Regions from separate parts of the Mus musculus genome. Here all the other regions are linked to region 1. Evidence: chromatin contacts called from public Hi-C and HiChIP or PLAC-seq data. All regions are on one chromosome and are shown on one strand. The core of a region is the stretch at or near the end of the contact, and the rest is flanking DNA. Distances in the headings are between cores, read along the strand shown.

The links. A called contact is a pair of places that touch in the nucleus more often than the background predicts. HiChIP or PLAC-seq counts read pairs in DNA pulled down with a chosen protein or histone mark.
Region 2: a contact with region 1 is called in a Hi-C map of rod photoreceptor, with 4 times the contacts expected there. The contact joins the enhancer-like site here to the promoter of Prpf4b in region 1. A contact is called at or near these places in 8 of 39 promoter capture datasets (the 3T3-L1 cell line, the SN4741 cell line, cranial neural crest and 4 more), 9 of 484 Hi-C or Micro-C datasets (the P5424 cell line, cerebellum, cortical neurons and 4 more) and 13 of 115 datasets of contacts at active chromatin or transcription factors (the SCID.adh cell line, bone marrow-derived macrophages, craniofacial prominence and 10 more).
Region 3: an H3K4me3 HiChIP or PLAC-seq map of the SCID.adh cell line shows a contact between it and region 1, with 8 times the contacts expected there. The contact joins the promoter of Ppp1r3g here to the promoter of Prpf4b in region 1. A contact is called at or near these places in 1 of 39 promoter capture datasets (cranial neural crest), 9 of 115 datasets of contacts at active chromatin or transcription factors (the SCID.adh cell line, astrocytes, embryonic forebrain and 6 more) and 1 of 9 other capture datasets (embryonic stem cells).

The regions. Positions count from the first base shown.
Region 1 is chr13:34,873,241-34,877,027 of GRCm38.p6, forward strand. It overlaps Prpf4b (pre-mRNA processing factor 4B), which reads left to right and starts at 2,289. Exons shown (of 15, transcript NM_013830.3): 1 at 2,289-2,454. The coding sequence starts at 2,414. It overlaps Gm36839 (a long non-coding RNA gene), which reads right to left and starts at 2,000. Exons shown (of 2, transcript XR_382181.1): 1 at 1,929-2,000; 2 at 388-1,328.
Region 2 is chr13:35,938,091-35,941,933 of GRCm38.p6, forward strand. No RefSeq gene overlaps it. Among named protein-coding and RNA genes, the nearest start is that of Gm30127, 24 kb to the right of the region's middle. Within about 2 kb of position 1,926, at least 16 of the 459 cell types and tissues checked have an H3K27ac peak or open chromatin away from gene starts, as enhancers often do. A contact at or near this core is called in rod photoreceptor, where this site is marked.
Region 3 is chr13:35,966,582-35,970,076 of GRCm38.p6, forward strand. Ppp1r3g (protein phosphatase 1, regulatory subunit 3G) reads left to right here and starts at 1,325. Exons shown (of 2, transcript NM_029628.1): 1 at 1,325-1,401; 2 at 1,577-3,495. The coding sequence starts at 2,018. The coding sequence ends at 3,061.

The DNA.
Region 1 (3,787 bases), core at 1,039-3,538:
TTTTTTTTATTGTTGTTTGTTTTTTGAGACAGGGTTTTTCTGCGTAGCCCTGGCTGTCCTGGAACTCACTCTGTAGACCAGGCTGGCCTCGAACTCAGAAATCCGCCTGCCTCTGCCTCCCAAGCGCTGGGATTAAAGGTGTGTGCCACACCACTGCTGGGCCCTCAGGTCTCTTGACAGGCATCTTTTCCCACTTGAGCCACCTCACCAGCCAGCCCTTACTTTTAGAACATTGTTCTAGGTGTTTCTCTTTATAGTTAATACTGCTGCAAAGCTGATACAATCTAGATACCTAGTAACAAGGACAACAATCTAGTTAGAAGATGCTTGGCAAACCAGAATGAAGCAAAAACTGCTATGTGAAAAAGAGCAAGCGATGACACTGTGTACACAAGTGTGAAATTTAATATTTCACATAGGAAAGGGCTAAAAATAAGCCAACATGTTCGGGCTGGTTCAACGTGGAATTATCCACTTGGGGGATGATTTTCCTTTACTTTGAGTTTGTCCAAATTCACAAATGCACAGAAGTATTTTAAAACAACAAAAAAATTACACTAAGACAGGCATGATGCCTCAAGCGTGTTAACACCAGTTTGGCGTCTTCCCATTAAAGGTCCAAATCCCAATTTTAAACCTAAGTGCTGCTCAAATGGCTTCTACACTCTTCAAAGACACCTGGAAACTCCAAGAGTCAACGGGTTTTACGATGCTCGTAATTTGTTTGTAGTCTGTTACAATTAGCCTATTGAGAGCTCACTGGGTTCCATGGCAACCGTGTACGAGATTAGTAGCTCTCCACAGAAATACACATATTTCAAATATATTTTTCAATTATTTAAAGAATGCCCAGCTCGTTTGGAATAATACTTGAAGCAACCACAGATGGTAGGAAAAGATGAAACGTTCACAAAGACACGCTTGCCTCCAAAGCCTCAACTTTTTGCATTGTCTGCCGGCGCCGTGGTCTCCACGGTGTCACCGAACAAGGCGGACCTCTACTTGAGGGATCTTGGGGTACGCTCAGACGCAATCTTGGCAAGCCGCTGTGCTGACGTTGCCGCAGAGGAGAGGTCGGGGCTGAGATCGGGAGGCGGAGACCAGCTGAGCTGGAGCAGGGAACTGGGAGGGCCTCCCCATAGCTGCCCGCCGCAGTTCTAACGCCACAACCACCGCCCGCAGCTTTGAACACGCCCACGCTTTCTTCTGGCCACCAGCACGCATGCGTCTCTCCGGCTGGCCAAAAGACTTCCGGGAAGCTGGTTCCGCTGTGCAGAGCTCACTTCCGTCCTGATCCGCGGAAACTGCGGCTATGGGTCGGGCGGTTCCTTTACCAGGGCCCCGAAGAGGAAAAAAAAAAAAAAAAAAAAAAAAACCCAAGGAATTGTAATTGTCTGGTCTGTCACTTTGTAAACGTTTCCTGCACGAGTAAGCTAATGTTTCAATATCTGCTAACAGTAACAGCTTGGGATGCCTTTAGGCATCGATTTCGCTCTCCAATTCGTAATAGCGTGGAAATGAACTTGGGTGAAAAAGAAAATCTTCCATGGAAAAGTTTTCCAGCACCAGCTCCTTTAGAAGTGCTTTATTTATTTTATTTTTTATTTATTTATTTTTTGGTTTTTCGAGACAGGGTTTCTCTGTGTAGCCCTGGCTGTCCTGGAACTCACTCTGTAGACCAGGCTGGCCTCGAACTCAGATCCGCCTGCCTCTACCTCCCGAGTGCTGGGATTAAAGGCGTGCGCCACCACTGCCCGACAAGAGCATTTTTATTACATTTATTTTGTGTGTCCGGGCTTAGAAGTGCTTTATTTTACTCTGTGAAGAATGGTGTCTGTAAATCGGAAATCGGTCTTATTTCAGTATCACCATTATCTCCAACGTATTCCTCCCAGAAACAGAAAACTTAATTCCCATATAAAGCATACCATAAAGAACAGAAGGTCAAAAGGGGACCTGGCAGATATTCTGGCTGTTTAAATTAGGCCAGGTCTACGAGCTCTCCGCTAGCCAATCAGCAACAAGGAGAGACACAGCAGGTTTCACCCACTACTGGATCACATGGAGAATCAGCTCTCAGCAATGCACCCGACCCCTTTCTTTGCTGCTGTCTCCAGCAGGTCCCTACACTTACACACTTACACACTCACACTTACACACATAACCAGCGCTCTAAGTGAATCAGGCCTTCTTCTCCCCACGGCCCGCCCCCTAGCCCCGGAAGTTACGTTCCGCGCCCCGCCCCCGGACGCCGAGTTTTTCTATCCGGATTCTTAGCGCGGACTCCCGAGTGCCGCTTTTCTCTACGTGCTCCGCACATGCGCGGCTGCCTGTCCCTTCTTCCTCCGCTTCCACTGGCGTCCACGGTTCGCCGAGCCGCCGCCAGCATCGCGGAGGAGTCGGGAAGTTCAAGATGGCCGCCACGGAGCCCCCGTCCCTGCGGGAGCAAGCTGAGTAAGTGCACCGCGCGGGTGTGTCGGAGCTGGGCCTCCAGGCCGGCAATGCGGGGGACGGCGGCGGCGGCGACCTGCGCGACGGGCGGGAAAGTTCAGGCCTAACGGCGACAGCCAAACTTTGCCTTGCCGCGCGCCGTGGGTGGTGCGGCGGGAGGCGTGGGAGCGGCCTGGGCTTTGCTGCCGGTGGGGCCGCGGCTGTTGAGGTGCCGGCAGCGCGGCCTGCTGTCCGTCGTTGCCCCGGGAGGCGGCGGCACGAGCGGCCTCTACAGGTCCAGTTAGCGTGGTGGCTGCTGCTGCCCTGAGGTCGCGCCTTCCTGCACCTCCCTGGGGGACCGTGGAGCTCTCCGATCTCAACCCTCGGTGATCTCCTTCCCTAAAGAGACCCGAGGAATAGTGGCGGCCGGCAGGCTAAGCCCCGCTTTCCTAACGCATATGCTATCCTTGCGATCCTGCTGATGGTAAAAGCAGAGACGGGGGTGCTAGGGTCACACTTTTGACTGTCCCGGAAATTGTGCTAGCGAAGTCCTTTGCCCTTTACTCTTCCTTCCAACCACAACCCGGTATTTCTCTGTCCATTGGTAGCTTATTTCTAACTTTCAAACTTGAGGCAAAGTAAGGTAGACTACCTGGGTTTTGAGGCCTGGCAGTTTTTTGCCCTAGTTTGTTTTTGCCTTTAGGAAGGGACATGGGAGAAGTATTAGGAATCGTTGCTACTTCTAAATCATTCTAATCTGTGTTTTTAATTAAGCGACTATAGAAGTATTTGAAGCCAAGAGAACACATCCTTGAATAAGCAAAAGGACTAGCTGTTGCTTAAAGAAGAGCAGTGTTTTGTTTCCCACGTTTATGCGAGGAAAGCTTAACTTTAAAGAGAATACCACTGAAGACTGGGTGGCAACAGCAACCCCCCCCACCCCCCACCCCCCAGTTACATCTGCATTATCTATGTTTTCAGCCTGTTTAGGAAAGTGTTTGATACCGTTTCCAGCAACTTGTGACAGATAGCTTGGTTTCTTTGCTGAGAATCTAGTTTGGGGTTCCCCTGTCATTTACTTTACTCAGCTTGACAGAGAATTTGTTTTTATTAAGTATGCTTGAAAGTTGCATTGTGGTTGTGACAATTGGGCTTAGCAGAGAACAGATAGGATTTTAAGATAGCTTATTGTCCAAGTTCATGGTGTGGCAGTTACAGGATGTTAGTTTAGCTTGATGGGTGTCTTCGGCTGTTCAGCTAAGTAGTTCTGGCAATCTGAAAAGTTCTTGGTATTATGTCCATTCACTTAATTTGAGGGGAGGATCCATTCACATTTATTTTGAGTCAGAGTCAGCCC
Region 2 (3,843 bases), core at 676-3,175, 1.1 Mb after region 1:
TGTAACCAGTAATTACAACAGATTTGCTAGTATAATCAAGCCATCGAGGCTGGTGGATCAATCTGGCGTTTTTGTGGGACTTTCCAAAACCTGGGAGGAACAGATGGAGTTCTGAATTGTTTCTGCAGAAACAAACTGTGTCAGGCTTCTCAGAAATCTCAGGGGTTTATAGACATATCCCCACTGAGCCTAGACTTCTTGAAAATATTTTTAAATGTTGTATTTCAGATGTTAGTCTTAAAAAAGGGAATAAGCCTATTTAAAACCTTCCAAATCACCTTATTAAAAAATAATAAATTAAGTCAGGGCCGAAAAGATGGTTGAGTGTTTCAGAGCACTGGCTGTTCTTCCAGATGAGCTGGTTTGATTTCCAGCACCCACATGGTAGCTCACAGCTGTCTGTAACTCTCGACCCTGGGGATCTGATCTCTACAGGCCCCAGGTGCTCATGTGGTGCAGCATTCATACACATAAAATATAATTTAAAAGTAAGTAAGTAAGTAAGAATTTAAGATTAAAATAAAAACAGGTCATGGCTAGTGCTGTATCTTATGCCTTTGGTCCCAAAACTCAGGAGGCAGAGCCAGGTGGATGTTTGTGAGTTTGAGACCAACCTGGTCTACATAGTATGTTCCAGGCCATCCAGCATACATAGAGAGTGAGCCTGTCTCAAGCAAAGAAATGTTCTGACTATGTACAGAGTCACAGTGAGGAAACAACAAGTTACTGGAGAGTCCATGCCAGGCCAGGCAGCAGATTTTTTACAAACCAGCAGCCTCATTTCTTCTGGTCCCTGGAAATTAGCATCTGGGTGAAAGCTTTGAGCTCTGTGCTCATTTATCTGTAAACCACAGAACCATCCACCAGCCTTGAACAATAATTGACATTGTTATTCCTCTTAAATATGAAAATTGTCACAATGAAAGTAAGCATGCCTTTCTAAAAATCTATTCCAATCTTTAAAAGTGACCAATATGACAAATATTTTCATTTCATTTGATTCAAAAAGCATTATCCCGAGACTGAATTCAACAACCAATCTTCCAAAGTCAGGAGGAAGCTGCCCAGAAAATGCATTGCATAGCTGTGCTCTCATCATTGTCAAGATATCACCTGTCTGTCGTACCACCTTTGAATGGTGCTGGCATGGTGGCTTTCAGGTGAATCTGGCTGAGGTTTTATCTTCCTGTGACACAGAACTCGAAGCACTTAACTGGGGGCGCTTACTCATATTTACTATCTGAGATTATGATACTGTGTCATTTGAGAGCAGACTGGAAGACAAGGAGGAGGGGGAGGGGGAGGAGGAGGGGAGGGGGAGGGGGGAGGAGGAGACAGCTGCTTCCAGGGGCCAGGGTGGTTACAAACCATTTTGGAATACAAACGCAGAAAAGCAGAATTGGGTGACACCCAATGATATAAATCCATAAGCTGGGAGGAATAGCACACACAAGTCCCTGAACTTGGGAGGCAGAGGGACAATTGAAAAGGTCAGCCCTGTGTACATAGTGAGTCTCAGACCAGCCAGGTTACTCAGAGAAGCCTCATCTAAAGAGTCAAAACAGAGCTGGCCAAGATGGCATGGCAGATAAACAGGACTCATTGTACGCGCTTAATGACCCAATGTCATCCCCAGAACCCATGACAAGAGAGAGCCAACTCCCAAAAGTTGTCCTGTGACCTATACCACGATAACGCAGCAAATAAAAACAATTTTAAGAAAGAAACAAACCAACAGCAACATTGTAAATGGGACTGGGAAGATGGCTCTGTAAAGTGCTTCCTTTGCAAGGAAGAGGATGAGCTTGGTCCCTGCCCCCCTCCCCTTCCACAATCTTCCCCGCTGCACCCTGAACCCTGCACTCTACAAAGATGCAAGTTCACGTTCTGTTTCTAGTGAAGCGGTGTTAATGGGAATGAACATTGGCCAGCACAGGCTGTGTTGGATTCCTACGCTCAGTCTCTCTGTGGCTTGTAAACGCTGGACTCTTCACCTGTTGGCTTTGACCTGGAGGTCAAGGCAGCATGATTGATGCTCAAGGCCACTACTGCCCAGGAGATGCGCTGCAGGTGTCAAATTGTATTTCCAGAAGTTGATTAGTGCCCTGCAGCAGGCAGCATGCCCTCCCTGATGCTCAGAGTAGCGGGAGAGAGCCCCACCCCCAAACCTCTCCTCCTCCCTGTGTCTTGGGTTTTCACGGGGATACAGGAATGTCTCAGGTGTGGAGGCTGGCTGATCTGCTGAAGGAAGTCAATCAGAGCAAGCAGGAGGGCGGGGTCTTTCCCCCGTCTGGAAAACACAAATGACCTCGGCTGGGGCTTCACTGGTGTTCTGTGACACCAACTCCGAATTACCTAGGGCTGTGGGTCTAAATCCCATCATCCACTGCAGCACTCAGGAAGCTTAACGATAATCCAATAATTAAGAGGTCAATTGCTGGTTATCTGCACACGAGTCTTCTTCCTTTTTTTTTTTTTTTTGGAGACGCCTGGGAAGACGACAAGGGCATAGAATAGAAAGGAAGCAACTCTGTTGCAACGATTTAAAAACTCATTTGCTTTGCGCACCATCTGAGGCACTGCTGTCTGAGCGGCCAACTGCAACTTTCCAAATTGCTAATATCACCGAGTGGGTTCTTTTCCTCATATTGTAAGTAGAAAACTTTTTTGCAGGTCTCTGAGACTTACTTCTAATTCTATTCTACCGCTCACCTTCCTCTTCATTGTTCTAAAACACAAAGTGGACAGTTGATTAAACGTCTGCTGGTTACGCTCTGAAAATGCGGAAGACGGCTGTCACTGTGCATCTGGAATGTCCTGCACAGGCTCATGTGGGAAGAGCTTGAGGCTCTGTTGTGGCAATAGGGAGGCAGTAGAACCTTTAGGAGGTAGAACCAGGTGGCAGCAGAGCTAAGAGAGCCGCCACTGAAGCTGAAACTGGAACTGGAACCCGTTGGCTGAGCAGGGAAGGAGGGAAGCAGCGGGCAGGGTTTAAAGTTCTCAGTAGCCACTGGCAATAGACAGGAACTTCCCCGTTTCTCTACCACTGCAGCAACAGAGACCAGGAGACCTCATCATGAAACTTAGAAACTTGGCAGGCTCAGAGTTCTTCCCCCTTCTCTACCAGGTTTGATAGCTCTTCTCTGATTGGCTTTTTTTTTTTTAAATCTTATCTGCGTACCTACTGTATCTGTTATTTCTCTATTGATATGATAAAACCAGATGACCAAGTGTAGGGTTGTTGGCCCTTGCCTGCTCCCGCACAGGGCATGGCTGCTTGAGGAAGCAGAACTTGGGGAGTTTGACTGCACTTGGCCCACCCTGTAGGGAGAGGCAACGGGCCTCCCGGTGGGAAAGTACAGTCTGAGGCTCGAGACAGCTGGAGCTGGCTTGGGGGTCCCCAGGCTCTTAGACACCAGGATGCTGCTGGCCACTGAGGAAGAGCTGAGAATGGAGTGCCTCCCTCCTTCCTCAGGCTGGATCTAGCCTGGAGCAGGGGGCAGGGGTTAAGTGTGAACTCTGGTCCCAAGGTGAATTGGTGAATCCGCCATTGGCTTGAATGGCGGCTTGGTGGTGTGTAGTGGCAGGGAGCACAGAGAGGCCATCTACTGGAGATTAGATGGCGGCTCTGTAGGCAAAGGCCTTCTCCATGGCTCCCCACAGCCGATCCCGATGAAAAGAGACAGCCTGTGGTTCCAAATCATTTATTACCATGGTGGAAAGTCTATGGTAAAACCATATCCCACTTCTCAGGGTCGGCCTGAGGTTAATACCTTTTGCAGGGAGGAGTGTCTGGGAAGGAAAGCTTATTGGCTAAGCCCTCCAGGCCTCTATGGACTTCAT
Region 3 (3,495 bases), core at 75-2,574, 1.1 Mb after region 1:
CAAAATCTCTTTGAAGTTCCTAGTTCATTTTTAAACTAGTCTGAGGCTGGGCAGGGGTGGTGTGCGCCTTTAATCTCAGGCAGAGGCAGGCAGATCTCTGTGAGTTTGAGGCCAGCATGGACTACAGAGTGAATTCCAAGATAGCCAGCCCTATACACAGAAAAACCCTGTCTCAAAAAATCAAAGAAACAAACTAGTTTGTGAACATTATACTTATTATCACAATATATCAATGTCTATCTACACGTTAAAAAAAAAGTGTCCTGTGCTGTAGATTTTGTAGATGCTGGAGGTGGGGGCACTCTAGGTAGATCTGGATTGGGAGTCCCATACTGTCAGATTCAGTATGTAGATATGGACACTGTACTGGACACTTAATGACTAGAAAGTCCCAGCCAAGGGACTGAGGGGCCTGTTCCTAAAAATTCCTCTCTAGCTCAGGGTCTTTGGCCATAAAAATAATTTTCCAACTTCCTGGGGTCAAACCTGACCTTAGCTCAGCTCTGGGACCTGAACAGATGTTCCCATCCTTTGTGTGCTACATTGAGTTGGAGTGATGAAGTTTTGTGCACATAAGATCACATGGGAGGGGCCCTCAGCCTTGGGGAGGGATGAGCAGCCTGTGAGTCCTCAATAGATACTAAAATCAGTAACTATTGATGACTCCTTAAATTCTGCTATACCGTGCCCAGTTTAAAAGCCTGGGAAAATTAGCTTTGCTTTTTGTTCCTTGATTTGTGGACCAATATTTCTAAAACCCCAATTTTTTTGTGTAAGTAAGTATACACACAGCCATGGTGAGGCAGTTAGTCACTCCTAAACGGTGGTCCCCAGAGCCTGTCCTCAGCATCTCCCTGTTAGAAATTCTCTCAGAACTGCCTGGGACACCCTGAATCAGATATGAGGGGTGGGGTGGGGGAATGGGAGGTGGGCATGACATTTGGTGATGAAGTTATCAGTTGAAGCTTGATCAAGGCAAAGTTAGCTGGAAGGCAAAGGCACAATACAACACTTAAGGAAGTATCCAGTGCCAGGATATAGTGAGATGTTCTTCCATTAGTCTTCTGGCAATTGGGTTTTGACCGGCAACCCCCAGAAGGCCTGACTGAGCCTTAGAGGGTCTGGGATCCTTGCGGAGGAGAGGTGGCAGTTGCAGGCCAGGCGCAGGCTAAGCGAGAGGGGGGAATGAATGCCTTCAAGTCTGAAGGAAGGCGCTTAGCCATGGAGGGAGGTGCCAGCCCTCTTCTTTGAGGACAGGGGGGTGGGGGTGGGGCGGGAGGACCTTGACGTGCTCTAGTGCTAGGCGCCAATGGCCACCGGGTGCTCTTGTCTGCCTGCCTAGTGAGCTCCCGGTGGGTTCCTGCTCTGTCCCCTGCTCAAGCGCAGCAGCAAGGTCACCAGGTAAGTAGGTGGAAGCTGTAGCTTCGGCCTTCCAGCTTTTAGAACCACTGAGGGGCACAACTACACAGATGCGACCTGGGACTCGAGCGGTTTCGGGGATACAGGATGAAAGGGAAGGGATGCACTTCGCTCGATTGCTTGCCTTAATGACATTCTTGTATCGCGGATTCCCTAGGCCAGTGACAGCCAGGACGTCTCCTCCGGAAGAATAACTTCACAGGCTGGAAAACTTTGTCTAGTTCTGAAAGTTGAGAGCTACCCCAGAGGATACAGACGCGCATAGCAGCCGCGGGGTGGATCAAAGCTATCGGCTAGCCTACGACCTTCAGAAATCCTAGTCTCCACTACGGACGTAGCTCTCAGGTGTTCTGGCTGTCGCGCCTCCCTGTCTTGGCCCTCCCCTTGGGAGCTAGCCGCAGGCCAGCATCCTCCTCCCTCTTGGTCCCGGGCAGCAGCAGCTAAAAGCTGGAGGTTCCAGGCCGAATCCGCTTTCTGCCAGGGTAGGCAAGCCCAGCCGACACTATGCGCTCCTTCTGCTGCGGGAGTAGATAAAAGTTTCCAGAGGACTCTCCGCGGTTCCCGCAGGACGAAACCCGGGGCCGGATCGGACACTGTCATGGATCCCTCGGGAGAACAGCTACACAGATCCGAGGCGTCCAGCTCTACGTCTTCCGGAGACCCTCAATCCGCGGAGGAACTGTCGGTCCCCGAGGTCCTTTGCGTGGAGAGTGGCACCTCTGAGACCCCGATCCCTGATGCTCAGCTCCAGGACCGGCCCCTGTCGCCGCAGAAAGGGGCAGCTCTCCCGGAACAGGAGGAGCTACAGGAATATCGCCGCTCTCGTGCGCGCTCCTTCTCTTTGCCCGCAGACCCCATCCTGCAGGCGGCCAAGCTCCTGCAGCAGAGGCAGCAGGCGGGACAGCCCAGCTCAGAGGGTGGCGCGCCGGCTGGGGACTGCTGCTCCAAGTGTAAGAAGCGCGTGCAGTTCGCCGACTCCCTGGGACTGAGCCTGGCCAGCGTGAAGCACTTCAGCGAGGCCGAGGAGCCTCAGGTGCCCCCGGCCGTACTTTCCCGTCTCCACAGCTTCCCGCTGCGCGCCGAGGACCTGCAGCAGCTCGGGGGGCTGCTGGCAGTGGCAACGATGCCTGATCCTCTCTTGGTACCCTGCGCCCGGCTCCGACCCCACTTCCAGCTCCCGGAGCTGCGCGCTGCGGAGGAGCGTCTGCGGCGACAGCGAGTGTGCCTGGAGCGTGTGCAGTGCTCCCAGCCGCCCCGCGCCGAGGTGACCGGCTCTGGCCGAGTGATCAGTTGCCCCGGACCCAGGGCAGTGGCGGTGCGCTACACTTTCACGGAGTGGCGTACCTTTCTGGACGTGCCTGCTGAGCTGGACCCGGAGTCAGTGGAGCCCCTGCCTCCATTGCAGTCAGGGGACTCTGGATCAAAGGCTGAGGATAGTGAGGAGGGGCCCGGCACCGAGCGTTTCCACTTCTCGCTGTGCCTGCCCCCGGGTCTGCAGCCCAAAGAAGGGGAGGATGCTGGCGCGTGGGGAGTCGCTATTCATTTTGCCGTCTGCTACCGCTGCGAACAGGGAGAATACTGGGACAACAACGAGGGGGCCAACTACACCTTGCGCTATGTGTGCTCCACAGACCCGCTCTGAGTCCGGGAACTTCGGAACTTGGAAAGAGGTTGACCAGCTAGCAAGGGCTCCCCGGGGATCCTTAGCTGAGCAACGCATTGACAGAGCGTGGAGCGATAGGAGTAAAATGTTAAACCATACACTCTCAGCGCAGATTCACGGCAAGCTCTGGCAGTGTTCTCAGTGTTTTTCTCATCACTTCCACTGACCTTTCTACTCGCCTCTTAGAATTCTCAGCCTGCATCCAAATAAGGAACATCCTCGTTTCCCAGGGAGAGGCTCTCTCCAAGAAAAGGGCTCTGGGACCCTGAACCTTGGGGATTTGTTTCTAACTTGAGACTTGGTCCTTACACCTTGATGAAAACCTGCAGGAGAAAGACATGGCAGCCCACCTCCACGTGGGAGAAGAAGGCCTTCACACGTGGAAGCTTCACAGCCAGGCTTGATTTTCAGAA